2 separate regions of the Arabidopsis thaliana genome follow, and region 2 is linked to region 1. The links are chromatin contacts, called in public HiChIP or PLAC-seq maps. All regions are on one chromosome and are shown on one strand. The core of a region is the stretch at or near the end of the contact, and the rest is flanking DNA. Distances in the headings are between cores, read along the strand shown.

The links. HiChIP or PLAC-seq counts read pairs in DNA pulled down with a chosen protein or histone mark.
Region 2: an H3K9ac HiChIP or PLAC-seq map of seedling shows a contact between it and region 1, with 1.8 times the contacts expected there. The contact joins the promoter of AT2G11225 here to the promoter of AT2G11035 in region 1. A contact is called at or near these places in 4 of 26 Hi-C or Micro-C datasets (root and seedling) and 1 of 2 datasets of contacts at active chromatin or transcription factors (seedling).

What each region holds. Positions count from the first base shown.
Region 1 is chr2:4,412,305-4,420,015 of TAIR10.1, forward strand. AT2G11035 (reverse transcriptase zinc-binding protein) reads left to right here and starts at 4,616. Exons shown (of 4, transcript NM_001335367.1): 1 at 4,616-4,870; 2 at 4,987-5,110; 3 at 5,986-6,143; 4 at 6,424-6,768. The coding sequence starts at 4,616. The coding sequence ends at 6,768. It also overlaps the pseudogene AT2G11130, the pseudogene AT2G11135, the pseudogene AT2G11140 and the pseudogene AT2G11150.
Region 2 is chr2:4,474,820-4,482,530 of TAIR10.1, forward strand. AT2G11225 reads left to right here and starts at 3,605. Exons shown (of 9, transcript NM_001335371.1): 1 at 3,605-3,692; 2 at 4,052-4,107; 3 at 7,044-7,082; 4 at 7,230-7,305; 5 at 7,407-7,507. The coding sequence starts at 3,605. AT2G11215 reads left to right here and starts at 2,957. Exons shown (of 1, transcript NM_001335370.1): 1 at 2,957-3,049. The coding sequence starts at 2,957. The coding sequence ends at 3,049. It also overlaps the pseudogene AT2G11240.

The DNA of each region.
Region 1 (7,711 bases), core at 3,366-5,865:
TTCCAGTATACCTTGGACTTCTCCTTCAGAGACACACCTCCTGAATAGCCCATCATTCCCCTTTTTATATAGGTACGGTTCATCCCAATAGTAATGGTGGACATCTCTAAAGGACTTCATTTTTTTATATGCATCCAAACTCTGGGGGATCATAACGCTTGCTAAATAATTGACTAAATCTGCATAACAGGCCAACTTTTCTTCTTCAACTGCATATGCTTCGTCCAACATGTCCTTTGTGTCGATGCTTTTGTTAACAAGGTCAGTTCAATAATTGACTAATTGATAAGTAAGTTTTTACGCCTACTTATATGCTGAAGTGAGGTTCAGTTCAATTCCCCATAAACACTAACATGTCGATGCAACTACAAGGGGTGTCAATCTAGTCCACTGGTATTGCTTGCAATCAAGATGTGTACAGAAGCAACTAAGTCAAGTCAGATTATAGTGATGGTTGGTTTCTAGTAACAATCCTAGGTCAAGATTCAGACAACAAAAATAAGAACTTAAAAGCCCTACTCGATAATTGGGTCGAGTAGAACCAACAGGTGACAATATTAAGAACTAAAATGCAATCAACAGGTGATACAAATAACAGATAAATAAAAGTACAACAACGGGGGTGAATACAAATAAATATAAGAAGAATTGAAGTCCTAAGGATGGATTTATTGATAAGGACAACTCTAGGGTTCATCAAGTGGCTAACAGGTGAAAGGCAGAAACCCTAGATGATAGATTCAAAAACCGGGTCAATTCACTCTCGTGACGGAGACCCCCATAACTCTACCACTTCCTAATCCCAACTCTCGTTGATGAAACATAGCAGAGCAGGGTTTAAGCAACAATCTACCAAAGCCAATAAGCAATCTAGCCAATCTCTTGGTCTATAGTCTACATAGTAGATGCTTCTTCCACTCCTATCGGTATGCTCAGATGTCTGGTTGAGTGAGGAATGAGGAGGATCCGAAAACGCTTTGATAGATCAACAAGTCTTGTAGAGTTGGTCGTCCTTGATCGAGTAAAGGGGTCGAGTAGAGGATCGAGTAAGAGGGGCAAGTAGACAGATATGTTGCTTCCTTCGTAGCTGCCTTGATCGAGTAAACTAGTCGAGTGAATTTCTGCCTCCTCGGTAGCTGCCTGGATCGAGTGAACTGATCGAGTAGATTGCTCCGCTGCTTCCCTCCTGGTTGGATACAGTAGAGGGTCGAGTAGAATCCTTTTAAGCTCCTTTTGCACCTGAAAACACACCAAAACATGCAATATGTATGCAAGATGATCCTAAATGCCTAAGTGTCTAAAATAAGCTAAATGATGATAAATACAGTGTTATCAACTTTGCTGGGCCAAAACTAGTGTCGATCGACACTCTCTCTGATTCCTGAATGTCTCCTTATCTCCATTGTTGTCCCACTACATAGAGTACTTGAAAAGACACTAAAACGACTTGAGAAACAACATAAAGACTCAAAATCCTAACCCTAAATCATAGATAAAATCAATGAAAATAGGGATATATTAAGTATAAATGGGGTTACTTCATGTTATTTCAAAGGAAGGACAAGTTTACGGCAGGGAGACCCATTATCCTCGATTCTGTGGTAATGAATGTGTTATCTCATATGTTGAATAAAGCAGGAGAAGAAGGATATTTCTAGTATCACCCTGGATGTGTGGATCTTAGGCTTACACATCTGTGTTTTGCTGATGATTTATTGATCTTCTTAGAGGGTTCTAAGCAATCTTTGAGAGGGGTTCTGTCAGTCCTTACAGCGTTTGAGGATATGACTAGGTTGGGAATGAATATTGAGAAAACCTCTATGTTTAGTTCTGGTTTGAATGAGCATAGCTTGAGCCGTTTAAAGGGTATATTCAATCTGCAGCCTACCCCTCTTCCAATTAGGTACTTGGGTCTCCCTTTATGCTCAAGAAAGCTTTTGGTTCGAGATTGTGATCCCTTGTTATCTCAAATCAGGAAAAAATTAAACTCGTGGACTCACAAGTTTCTGAGTTTGGCTAGCAGATTAACTTTGATCTCTTCTGTCATCTCGGGCATCATAGGTTTTTGGACTAGTGCTTTCTTACTTCCTAAGCAGGTTATTCGAAAGATCAATGGGCTTTGCAGCTCCTTTCTATGAAATTGGATACACCTTCAGGTGCAAAAGTATCATGGTATAATGTTTGTTTCCCTAAATCTGAAGGTGACTTGGATTGAGACATATTGGTAGTTGGGATGAGACTTATGCCATGAAACTTTTTTGGATGCTGTTTTTTAGAGCCAGATCTTTATGGGTTGCATGGATACGAAGTAAGTACTTGTCTACAGCTCCTTTGTGGGCACTGAATGAAAAGAATGTTGCTTACTCAGAAAATTACTCAAGCTTCGTTCGAAAACTCTTCAATTTCTGAGCATCAATATTGGAAATGGTGATTCCACGTTCTTTTGGTGGGATCCTTGGACTCCTTTTGATTCTCTTTACCATTTCCTTGGATCAGATGGGCCTACTCATTAAGGAATCGGGAAAAATGTCGATATGTCTCTTAAATACCAAAGTTATTGTTGATTTTGTAATTAAGTGGGTTAAGTCTTTGGTTATAAATTGCTTTTGGTTATGAGATTAAGTCAATTGACAGAAAAATTAACTGAGTTAAGTCTTTGGTTATAAATTCTATTAACTTATGAAACGACATCGTTTCAAATTTTAAAAATTTATAACAAGTTCAGGAATCGAACTCGTATCCTCTGAGAAGATGACGCCAATGACTGGAGGATATAGATGATTGTCACTAGGGGAAAGTACCTGTTTTCGAAAGTTATGTAAAAAGTGCTTTAAAGTAAATATATAACCAAGACAAATGCCTATTTTGCAATTAACTCTTATTAAAAATTGAGGGTTTTGATCCCCTTTGTCGGAGTCACCGAGAAGGCGAGTATCTCACCGTCGTCAACTCGCCGCATCCTAGTGAATTTCATACCCATTGAGCACAGTTTGCAGAACATAATCAATCTTTCCCTAACCAATTTCAAAAGTTCTTTCCAAGAGAGAAGTCGATTGATTACTCCTCCGAAAATGGTGAGTAAATTTGGAGAAAGCTTGATCAGAAGATGCGAAGATGGTCAATTCTTTCTAATCGTCGTGGTTTAGATCTTGATTCGCGATCTTAAGAGTGAGTCCCAGAGAAATGTAGCCCGAATCGGAAGTTAATGCCATGGATGCATTTATCGAGCTTTTATTTAAGCTATATATGTATCTAAGTTTGTGTACAATCAATACGATGTCTCAGCTCAGTAGGTTCAGTATCAGCGTTTCATCTCAAAGGTGTTATGTTTGATTCTTCACTTTTTAATATTTTTATAATATTAAAACTTCGCCGATTATAAGTTAACAGAATTTATAACGAAAAACTTAACACTGTTAATTTTTCCGTCAGTTGACTTAACGTTAGGTCCAAAATGGCAAAGTCAACAAAAGTTAACTATTTAATTTAAAAGTCAACAATTACTTTGGTATTTAAGTGACATTTTAAAAGTTTATGTTTTTTTCGTCCCAAATTTGAAAGTTCATTCTTTTTAAACATTTTTCCCTTTAGGAATCCCTCTGTTTTCAACTAGGCCTGGGAGTTCGGCAGAAACCGGTTAAACCGAACTGAACAAACCGACGATTATTGTTTTCGGTTTCAAACCGAGTTATTGTTCTAAACCGATCGGCCAAAAATTAAATTAATTTTGGTCTTCGGATAATACGGTTCGGTTCATCAAATCCGAACGGTTTTTTCGGTTTAGGGAGATACCTTACAAAAATAGAAAACCCTAAATCTATCACTAAATTCTAAATTGTTTTCTAATCTCTCCTCCTCTACAAACGCTTCTTGTCTCCTTTTCTTCTTCAACCACTTTTTATTTTTGACCTTCTAATCCTTCTTCATTCTTCTTCGTATTCCTTCTTCTTCTTCTCCTTGTCTTAGTTCTTCTTCTCCACCTTTTTGTTTTGTAGGTGTCTTCTGTCAAAGCCGTCGCGACATAAATCCTTCTGTCATTGACGACTTTAACGGCAACAATTTTATGGTTCTCTACATCTCTTCTCGCCAGATCTAGATTCATCTTCTCTGTTTTTTTTCTTTTTCACCTCACCTTTGTTTTTCCATCTCACTCCAACCGTTTGCCGTCATCTTCACAAAATGAACAACAAAACCCTAGATGTGGGTAGTGGGCTTCACTTGACCTAGAACAACGTTTTGGGCTTATAAAAGCTAAAAACATAAAGTTGGGCTTTAGAAAACTTAGCCCATTATGCATAAACTTGATCCAACACTATTTGGTTAACCGATTAAAAACAGTTTCGGTTCAAATTCGGCGAGTTATAAATTTTATTAACCGAACTGAATTAACCGAGTACCAAACTGAACCGAATTTTTATTCGGTTCAATTCGGCAAAATTTTAAAAAACCAAAAAACCCGGAAAACCGATTAAACCGAATTGTTTAACCCGATTTAACCGATCTCCCAGGCCTATTTTCAACTGTGGCTGAACTACGAAATATAGATGGTTGGTCTCTTCCTCCTGCTAGAACAGAGAGACAAGTTCTTCTCCACTCTTTTATCTCTACTATTTCCATGTCATCAGCGAATGATACTCCGGTTTGGGCAATTGATGGTAGGCCTTACTTCTCTTTCTCTTCTAAATCTGTATGGAATGCTATTAGGATTTCAAATCAAGTTCAATCTTGGGTTCCTCTTGTATGGCACAAAGCAGTCATTCCACGTCATGCTATCACATCCTGGCTTTTTATACTCAATCGTAACCCTACTCTAGATCGTTTATCTACATGGGGTTTTGATATTGAGTTGGACTGTCTTTTGTGTGGCTTTGTCAGGGCATGAAGTGATGCTAGCAGACTGAAGCTTGGTGCTGAGGTAAGAGATTAGTTGTTGGATGTGATCTTTAGACATTATTTCATCCTGCATAACCGGTGCTTGATTTTCAGACTGATCGATGCTTGTTAGATTTGTACTGCCTACACAAGAACTCTGTTGATTTGCCCTTGGATGTCCCGGAGGATAGCCATGAACTTTGTAACACTTGTCAACAGTGTGACCAATACGATTGCAGTGAGTACATTTGGGTTTCTTGAAGTTTCCCTGAGCCATCAATATTGGATTCTGTTCAGTAAGCAAACCTTGAGTCTGAAAAGCAGCCGGAGAGGGAGTAGGTTTCGAAGCATGTCCAACCAATCGCTGACTCTCATCTTGATCAAGCATGTTGTAAATTTCATTCAGTCCAGGTCTAGGCTTCATGTTAAGAATCTGACTCATGATAGTATTAAAGTCATCATTTAAACCCATCAAAAACTGAATGACTCTACTTGTTTCAGCATCTTCAAGCAGCTCCTTCACTTGATCACAGTCACACTTCTTCACACTACGAGTTTTAGTATTCAACAACTGTTCCCATAGAGTTTTCTTCTTTGTAAAGTAAGTGGATAGATTAAGAGATCCCTGCTTCAGTGTCATCACAGCTTGTTCCAGCTGATACTTCCTAGGCAAATTATTCACCCTAAACCGAGTAAATAGATCAGTCCACATCTCAACAGCATCTTCATAATAAAGTATACTGTCATAAATCTCCTTGTTCACAACATTAAGAATCCACGATTTCACCATACTATTGCATCTACTCCAGATTCGAAAAGTAGAATCATCAACAGAAGGTCGCAACAGAGATCCATCAACAAAACCCAGCTTGTTTTTCGCATCTAGGCTGATTCTCATCGCTATGGACCAACTATTATAGTTACTACCATCAAGAACATGAGCTACAATAGATAAACCTGGATGATCGGAGGAATGGAGAATCAATGGGTTATCAACGTTGTCAGGAACCTTCGGATTTGACCCATTTCCACCATAAGCATCCGATCGTTGAGTAAGTTGCTGTTTCAGTGCCATGAGCTTCTGATCTTCAAGGATCGTTGCTTCACGAGCAGATCTGACAGCTGAACCTTCATCATCCGTCATTGCACTTCGAGTCTTCATTTTTCCACCTTTCTTCACCATTTTTCTTCAAACTGAGCTCGCGGAAGAACAATCAATGATCAGAGAAGGAAGAATCGGTGAAGATGGAACAGAAACTGTAGAAACGAAGGTGAAATCACCAGATTTGTGTGAGGAAATGCTCTGATACCATATTAGAAGTCGAGAACAAAAGAGTTTTGTGAAATGATTTTCTATTTTCTCAAATGTAAAAGTAATTACAAAGCTGATTATATACAATTCTCCTAAACCAACTAAACCAAGCTACAATGTACAATCTAAGCTAAACCGGATTACAATAGGTAAGTTAATACCCACGAATCAAGGAATCATTTGTATTTGAATGTGTCTTCTCTGCTGAAGTTTGGCGATTGATAACACAACGGCTTCAGACATCACCCCCTCCGCTCCTCTGGGATCAAATCCTTCTTTGGCTACCTAAAGCTTCAACATCTAAACATCGTAATCTAGCTCTCCTTCAAGGTTGGCAAGGTGCAATCTATGCATTGTGGAAGGAACGAAATCGCCGATTCCATGATGGTCTCTCCCTCTCTTCGGGTACAATCGCAATGGACGTCATGTCCACCATGATTAACAAGTGTAAAGTAATGATTCAGCTGGACTTAAAGCGTGGAATTTCACTTCTCCAATGTTGGACTCACTATGGTTTAAATCAAGATTATGGCTCTGTTTTTCTTTATGCAGGTTTCTCTGTTTTTGATTCTTACTCTTTCTAGCATTCTCTGCTAGTCCTCTTTCTTCTCTTTCTGGTTGTAATAGTTTCGTCTTCTTTCATTGTAATTTTTTCTTCCATTTATTTTAAAAAACCGGTAAACAAAAAAAAGTATACAATAATTCCATTCTCATACTTTTTGTCGTATATATTGACTTAATTAGGAATCTAAACAGAAATCAGTATTTAGTAATGATTAATATTGATTCAAAAATTTTGACTTAAAATTGATCGAGAGTCAGTGTATAGCGAGAGAGGCTAAATATATAGTCATGGAATACAACTCTGTTACTATATTCCCTAAAAGTCAAGATCTATAGTAATAAATTCGTGTAAAATAAACAAAAGATAGAACATAGATTTAGAGAACATTAGAGTAAATGTAAGAGAACTGGACAAAGAACGATGAGAGGAAATAGATTTTTTCGAATAAATTGAAATGAATTCAAAACCAAAATAGTGTAAACCTTACAAATCCGAAAATGGTTTTAACAAAGACAATTGAAATCAATAATGAAAGAAACATGAAATAATCAAATCGAATGCAAAGAAATGTAACAAAATTGTCCATCTAAAACAACCGTCACATTTTTGAAAGACCAGCAAATCACTCCTTCTTTTCGACCTTCACCTTAAAAACCTCTTTCTTAACAGCCTCCTTCTTCACAATAATCAGCTCAACACTTCCCCTATCAACAGTAACCTCTTCATCTAACTCCACCACTGTCCCTTTCTTTTTGATATCAACACGCTCGTCTCCAACAATCAAGGTATTAGGTGTAGCAGCTCCACGAATAACACCCTCCGCATCAAACTCTAGTTTAGACTTTCCCAAGTATATAGGTTCAAGACATAATTTCTTCGAAGTTGAAGATCAATCTGATGCATCAATTTCTGTAGCATAGACACGCTTAGAAGATGGAGTAATAGACTCGGTTGTTTCCTGG
Region 2 (7,711 bases), core at 2,355-4,854, 62 kb after region 1:
TAATTATGATTTAGCATTCAAAAGAGAATTTTTGGATTTTAGATTTGTAATTAACTAGAAAATAGTTTCAGTACAGATTAAAATATTTAACATTTTTTAAAAAAATACATAAGGATAATGCATAAGGATAAGTTTAATTTTAAAAATATACCAAAATCATTAAGATCATAGTAAAATTTAGCTTTTAAAAAAAACAAATCGTCATCCTCAATTTAAAATATATAATTCAGATTAGTTTTTTCTAGTAAAGCTAAGATTGAATCCAAATTAAAATCTAATTTTGCGTACAATCTATCTCTTATAAATGTTATGCATACATTCACATTCACATTGCGTACAATCTATCTCTTATAAATGTTATGCATAATTTTGAGATTCATAAGTAACTTACATCATGTTCTAATGATGTTTATCTCCTAATTTTACTATTCATTTATGCATATTCTTATAGATTTTTCTTTCAGGGTCAACACTTGAATACAAGAAATTAGTCGGGTGTTGGTCAATATTATACCACAGATAAAATCATGGAATTAACAATTAAAATATAGTTATACAATCTGAAACAATAAACAAAACAAATATAACTTAATTTATTTTTTATTTTTAACTAAAATCAACAAATTTATCAGTTTATTAAAAAAAAAAAAAAACAATTAGCATGTGGTACCCTACGGGTAAATCACTACGATTTCATGAGGTTGCAATATCAATTTATACAAATTTTGACTTTTAAAATATACTTTATACAATTATTGAAAGGTATACACTAAAAATTGGTTTTATATACTACAATATCATAAAGTTATAAATCAAAAATTATTTTTAAATATATTAATCCAAGATCTACCACAAGTTAATCCCTCGATTTTTTAACATATTACAATAAGAATATTAAAAATAACAAAAATAATATTTAATTTTACGAAATGAAGTTATCTGGTGGAACGAGTTTGGTTTGATATTCATACGGGATGATAATCTACGAGTGAAATCTTAGAATTAACAATTTTAACACAATTATCCTATCTCAAACACTAAACAAAAGAAACAATATTTACAAAACAACTATAAACTTAAAATTTGAATTTTTAGTTACAAAAAAATCAACTAATGGTGTACCTCAAAGTAAATTTCACGCTATATCATCTAATTGATCAAATTTCAAACAAAACAATTAATTTGTATATACATCAAACTAACAAAAATACACAGATTTTCCAAATATCTCTATATTATTCCGCAAATCGAAACAAATCTAATATTCAATTTATTATGCAAAATACGAAAAATATAAAAAATATAAATTAATTAAAAAATTTAGCTATTGTATCATAAATAACATTATACACTTTTCTATGCACATTATAATTTATACACTACAATATCTTTCACCAAAAATGTATTATAGTTATTTCTTAAAATATGAAACCCCGCACATATGTGCGGGTCAAAATCTAGTATGATGATAAACTTAAAATCATTGCTTATGTTTTACAAACTGTTTTGACAAAATTAAATAGAAAAAAGGACGACCATTTAAAAAAGAACCACAATGTAATAAATAATAGATGGATGCCCATTATAAGGCTCTTCATCTAGGTCCATCATCTAGATGTCTCTAGGGTTTTAGCCTTCCCTTGTACTCCTATATAAAGGACTCTTTATTCAATGGAATAACACACTCATTTTTCTTCTATCTCTTTCTCTAGTCATAACACGTTATCAACACGCTCTAAAAGGTAGATATAGAGATTCTTACATTTTTTTTAGAACCATGTTTACTTACATGGTTCACAATATTTATTTTTCTATTATTGAAATAAAACAATATTTGTCGATCGATGATTATGGTATCAATCGGTAAAAGCATCATTTCAATGATTCAGTAAAGAAGAGAATCATGCTTATCATTTGTTTCTCTAATTATTATTGCATGATTCAATGATTCTACAAAAAAAATTGTTAAAGAAGAGAATCATGTTTGTTCATTGTTGATTATTAATTATTAATTTTTTTGAAATCTACTATAATAATATAAAATATTTTATTTGATATCTTATTTAGTTAATATTTTATTGTCTAAAATTCTACAATTCAAATTTAATCTCCTTGATTTATCGGTAACGGATTAGGCACAGTCTATTTGTCAGTTTGTACTTAATCTAATGTTGAAACTTTATATAGTCCTATGAATGTTTGGTAAATAATCGCAGGTTTACGAATATGGACTTCGTTGATCATACTTTTAACATGCCGTTAAAGTCATCAAGTTACAGGTAATTGACTAATTTACTCCATTGAGAGTAGCTTATTTTGTTAAGCATGTGTAATATGCAGAATCTATAAAACTTTGTCCACTTTCATTCATATTAATAAGGATTTGAATTGAAATTCTGAGAATGAGAGGTAACCATAAATATCCTCTATGAGAACTATAATAGCCCTTAAAAAGAAACTTATGTCGTCCAATTGCAAAGATAGAAAGTTTAAATTCAACTGCCTTATCAGCTTGTATATAAAATCAAGCTTCTTCAACTATTGATTTCAAATGTTCAATTAGTCTTCTTGATAGTCTTTTGCTCTGGAGCCGGCAAATTAGAATCAGAGACAAATTATATCAGTTTAATTAGAGATACAAATAAGTCAAACAAATTATAGCAGTTTAATTAGAGTAAATCCTTAAAAAGATAAACCAAAAACTAAATCCGAAAAATATAATTAAGCAAAGTACGCACCTTAGTGTAGGTGTTTTCTTTTGACCAAAAAAAAAAAAAGTTTAGCTGTTGTCTTGTGTTTAAGAAACGTCTACGTGGTAGCCTCTGAATTTTTTTATTTTTTTTTTGTCAAATAGTTGGTTTTCATTAATTGAGAACCGGTACAGCTGGAATTAAAAGCAAAGCGGCCTTAGCAAGTGCATCGGCTTTAGAATTGTTTTCTCTCTTAACAAAAGAAAATGAATTTTCTTCAAAGTTTAGGGAGAGAACTGAGATGTCGAAGACTATCCCATGGAGCTCCATTGGATGAGGCTCACCATTTAGTACTTTGACTAGCTGCTGCGAGTCTGAAGCTACAACAAGTTTTTTGAATCCAAGATCTGCTGCGTGTTGGATAGCGAGAGAGAGAGCCGATGCTTTTGCCAATAAGGGAGATCTGATGTTCATCGCTGCAGCTTTATGATGGGATTCCAAATGGTTCGAATGGTCCACAAAAACCCAACCGAAACCAGCCTGTAAGGTCTCTTCTCTCCACGAAGCATCTGTAGAACATTGAATCGTGTCTAAATCGATCTCTGAGGGAGATATACCTGGAATCACGATCTTAGATTTCGATGCTTGGATCTGAGCTCCTAACCATTCTGTGGATTGAGAAATAGATTGGGATATGAGATCCATACTCGAGATGTGTTTTTGCTCAAAAATTAGCTTGTTCCTGCAATTCCATAGGTTCCACAAGATCCAAATGGGAAGTTGTCCTTGTCCAATTCCGATTGGTGGAAGGGTAACGAGGAGCTTTGAGACTTCCAAACCCTGTTTCATACTTGTGATCCGGGAAGCTTGAAGCGTGGTTTTGAAAGGAGAAAGATCCCAGACCTTAGAAGCAAATGGGCAGAGGAAAAGCAGATGGAGAATTGATTCAGCCTCGTCGCAGTGAGGACAGAGAGCAAGCGGATTTATACCACGCAGCCTCAGGTTTTCACCAACTGGGAGAGCATTCTTCATGGCTTTCCAGAGGAAAATTTTCAATTTTGGGGGGCAGTGTTTGGTCCATATCTCCTTATTTCAGTTAAAGTCCAATGGAGGTTCTTCTAGTTGAGTACCTTGGTGAGAAAGAGCATCAGCTGCGTGATACCCTGTCTTGACCGAGTAGTCTCTAGTCTTATTAGGTAACCAAACATATCGATCTCTGGCTCCAAATTTGCTGGGTCTTAGAAGGAAGATCTCCTTTTCATAGCTGGGAAGTAACAATCTTACTTTCTCTCTATCCCAAGACTTTGTGGTTTGACAAATAAGCTGAGCTACTGTCATTGATTTGAATTGTTCAAGTGCAGGACCCATTGGAGTTGAGGAGGTTGAAAGAGATAGCCACGGTTCGTTCCAAACCAAAGTATCCAAGCCCGATCCAATCACTTTCCCCAGCTGAGATTTGATTAGATCTTTGCCCGTACAAATGCCTCTCCAACCGTGAGAAGAAGCAGCAGTGACTGAGCAGTCTAGGAAGGACGAGGTTCGACAATACTTTCCTAGCAGAATTCTAACCAAAACACACGATGGAGATTGCACAATACGCCAACTCAACTTTGCAAGCAAGGCATCATTAAAATTTGTAATATCTTTGAAACCAAGTCCACCCTCCTTCTTGTTCTTTGCCATTTTTGACCAGGCTATCCAACACATCTTCTTTTTATCTGCAGAAGAGTCCCACCAAAAATGAGTGAGGGCTGATTGGATTCTCTTACAAAGAGAGACAAGAAGTTTGAAGCAGGACATGGTATAGGTAGGCATCGATGCTAGTACAGACTTCAACATTGTGGTTTTGCCCGCAGTGGATAAGAACCGAGAAGACCAACTCAAAGATCGCTGCCGTATTCTATCAACAATCTGATTGAAGAGATCTCTCTTCTTTCTACCAAACATCTTAGGTAAGCCCAGATATTTCCCTAGTCCTCCAACCAGCTGAATTCCAAGTATTTGTTGAGCTTCTGTTTTGATATGATCAGGGGTTTTCCTTGAAAAAGTGATTGCTGATTTTGATTTATTGATCATTTGACCAGATGCCTCTTCATATTTCTTGAGAATGCACAAGAAAGTCTTACAACTTTTGAGATCAGAGCGGCAGAAAAATATCGTATCATCTGCAAAAAGAAGATGATTAACTCTAGGATTGCCTTTAGAGACCCGTAATCCGAGAAGAGATCCATCGAGCTGAGCTTTCCTGCACAAACCAGAGAGAACTTCGCTGCAGATTATGAAGAGGAACGGTGAGAGAGGATCCCCTTGTCTCAATCCTCTCTCTGGAGTAACTGCACCTTGAGCAGAGCCATTGAGGAGGAAGGAGTATGAAACTGTGGTGATACATTGTAAAATCCAGCTTATCCAAGTTTGGTGAAACCCCATCTCTTGCATAACCAGTTTGATAAAGTCCCACTCAATTCTGTCATAGGCTTTACTCATGTTAGTTTTGACAGCCATAAAGCATCGTTTCTCTGCTCCTAAGGATTTGAGGTAATGAAGAGCTTCATGTGTGATTAGTACATTGTCATTACTCGCTCTTTTTGGAACAAAAGCTGACTGATTTTCAGAAATTATCTCTTGCAGGATTGGTTGCAGACGCCTAGACAGCAGCTTTGAAATGATTTTATAGAAAACTGTGCATAAAGCTATAGGTCTGTAGTCTACCATCCTTTTCAGGCTTTGGATTTTAGGAATCAGTGTGATATGTGTTTTGTTGATTGTTGGCTGAAGGGTAGATGAAGAAAAGAAGGATTGGATCTCCAAAACAATGTTAGGACCCACAGTCATCCAATTTGATTGGAAAAAACTCGCCGAAAACCCATCCGGACCGGGTGCTTTGTCAGCATGGATAGAAAAACAAGCAGATTTTATTTCCTCTGCTGAAGGCAATTAAATCAGAGAACGATTCTGTTCAGGAGAGATGAATGGTTTAATGGCCTCTTTAATGGTTGCAGCTCGAGCTCCTTCATTTGCAGAGAATAGCTTCTGAAAATACTCGGAGATAACATTGAGGATCCCTGCCTCTTCATACTCAGGTACTCCATCCTCCTTTTCTATCACTGAGAACTTATTTATCACCGTTCTACCTCTAGTGATGGCATGGAAGTAACCCGAATTTTTATCTCCTAAGGCAAGCCATAACTGTCTGCTTCTCTGCTTCCAATACTCTTCCTCTGCCTTGTATGCTAAGAGCAAATTAGTATTGATAGTCGATAACAGCTCTTGATTGTGATCTTGACTAGACATTGCCTCTTCAAGTTTTTGACGATTTTCCTCAATAAGTTTTTGACTACTTTGCTGCTTAGCCCTAGACCACTTAACAATTTCCAAACGACATCTGCTAATTTTTTCCTCCACAATGTCTGTATCATAAAGATTCCAGGCCTCTTGAACAAGGGCTGTGACTTCATCGTTGTTTTTTAGACGCCTATCGTAACGAAACACTCCTTTTTTCTTTTTCTTTGACAGGTCAAAGTGGGTAAGAAGTGGTCTGTGGTCTGACCCTTCAAAGCAAAGGTAAATGCATCTACTAGCAGGATAATCTTCAGCCCACGCTCCATTGGACAATGCACGATCAAGCCTGCAATGCACAACATGATCATGTCTCTTTCCACGCCAAGATAAGAAATTCCCTGAATGTCTTAAATCATACAAATCACATTCCGCCATAAATGATCTAATGTCCACAAAAGTTCCTTCATATCTTGCAGGTCCTCCTTGTTTTTCAGAAGAATCTATGATATAATTGAATTCTCAGTAAGATACCAGGGTTCACTTCTATCTTTCCCTAAACTGGTAAGCTGATCCCATATAGCTTTCCGCTTTGATCTGTCTGGTTCCCCATAGATGAAAGTAGCAAAGAAGTGTTTACCCGCCGCCTTAATCTTTGTGTCAATAAAGTTGTTGCAGGAATAAAGGATTGTCACTTCTACTTCATGTTTCCAGAGAAGGGCCAGACCACCACCTCCTGGGCTATGCGGGGGAACAAGGTGATGTGCAGAAAAATTCATCCAGTTTAAAGAGGTGAGGGTTGTCTCATTGGGGTTCTTGGTTTCCATAAGGAACAGAATTTCTGGTGAGATTGAAGAATGCATCTCACGCAGCCGTTGTACTGTTGTGGGGCTCCCCAATCCACAACAGTTCCAGCTCAGAACTTTTAAGGAATCTGATTTGGTAGATGGTGAAAATCCACCTTATCTTTCACTCTTGCAGGTATAATAGTTACTCGTGGAGTAGGTTGACTTGAGGAAGGGTTGGAGGCTCCAGGTTGGAGGAGAAGCTTTTGCTTTGTTTTCGTGGTTCTGCTAGGGCCAGCAGATTCTTGTATGTGAGCTTCATTCTTCTCAGGTGTGGATTTCCTTTTAGGGGAGTTCTGGATAAGTCCCTTTCTTTTGCTTGATTTTGCTCCCAGCAATGGTAAAGCAGCTTTGTTTTGGGGTTTAGCTAAAGGTGGACGTCCTCTTTTCTTTTTTGCAGGAGCAACACAGCTTGTAGTCTGATCAGCCGGATGACTTTGTAGGTCTTGGTACTGAGAGAGATTATCTTGTGTTGGAAGATCTTCAGAGGCAAGGTAATTTTGGTTTGAGATGAGTGCAGCTTCCAGCATTATAGAAGCTGTTTCTGCCATGAGTCCTTTTTCTTCTCCTTGAAAAACTCTTCGTTTTCTTGCAGCGCTTTCAGTTGGGTGTGCACAACTAACATATTGCAGAGTGACGTCTCTAAGCTCTCCCATGATTTGGTCATTAGTAGGGATGGGAGGAGGAGGTGGTGGAGTAACCTCATAAGAATCCAGGTTTCTCTCCAACGGGGGACGTCTTGTTCTCGAAGTTTCAGAGCTATCATTTCTAGGACTGAGTCTATGTGTGGCTCTAACCCTCCATTGAGGAGTCTGAGAAGAATCTCTTCTTGGCCCCTCTCTAATAGGATCCTGATATCTTGAGGTACCCCTTTTGTCTCCTGTCTCATGGCGACCTAAA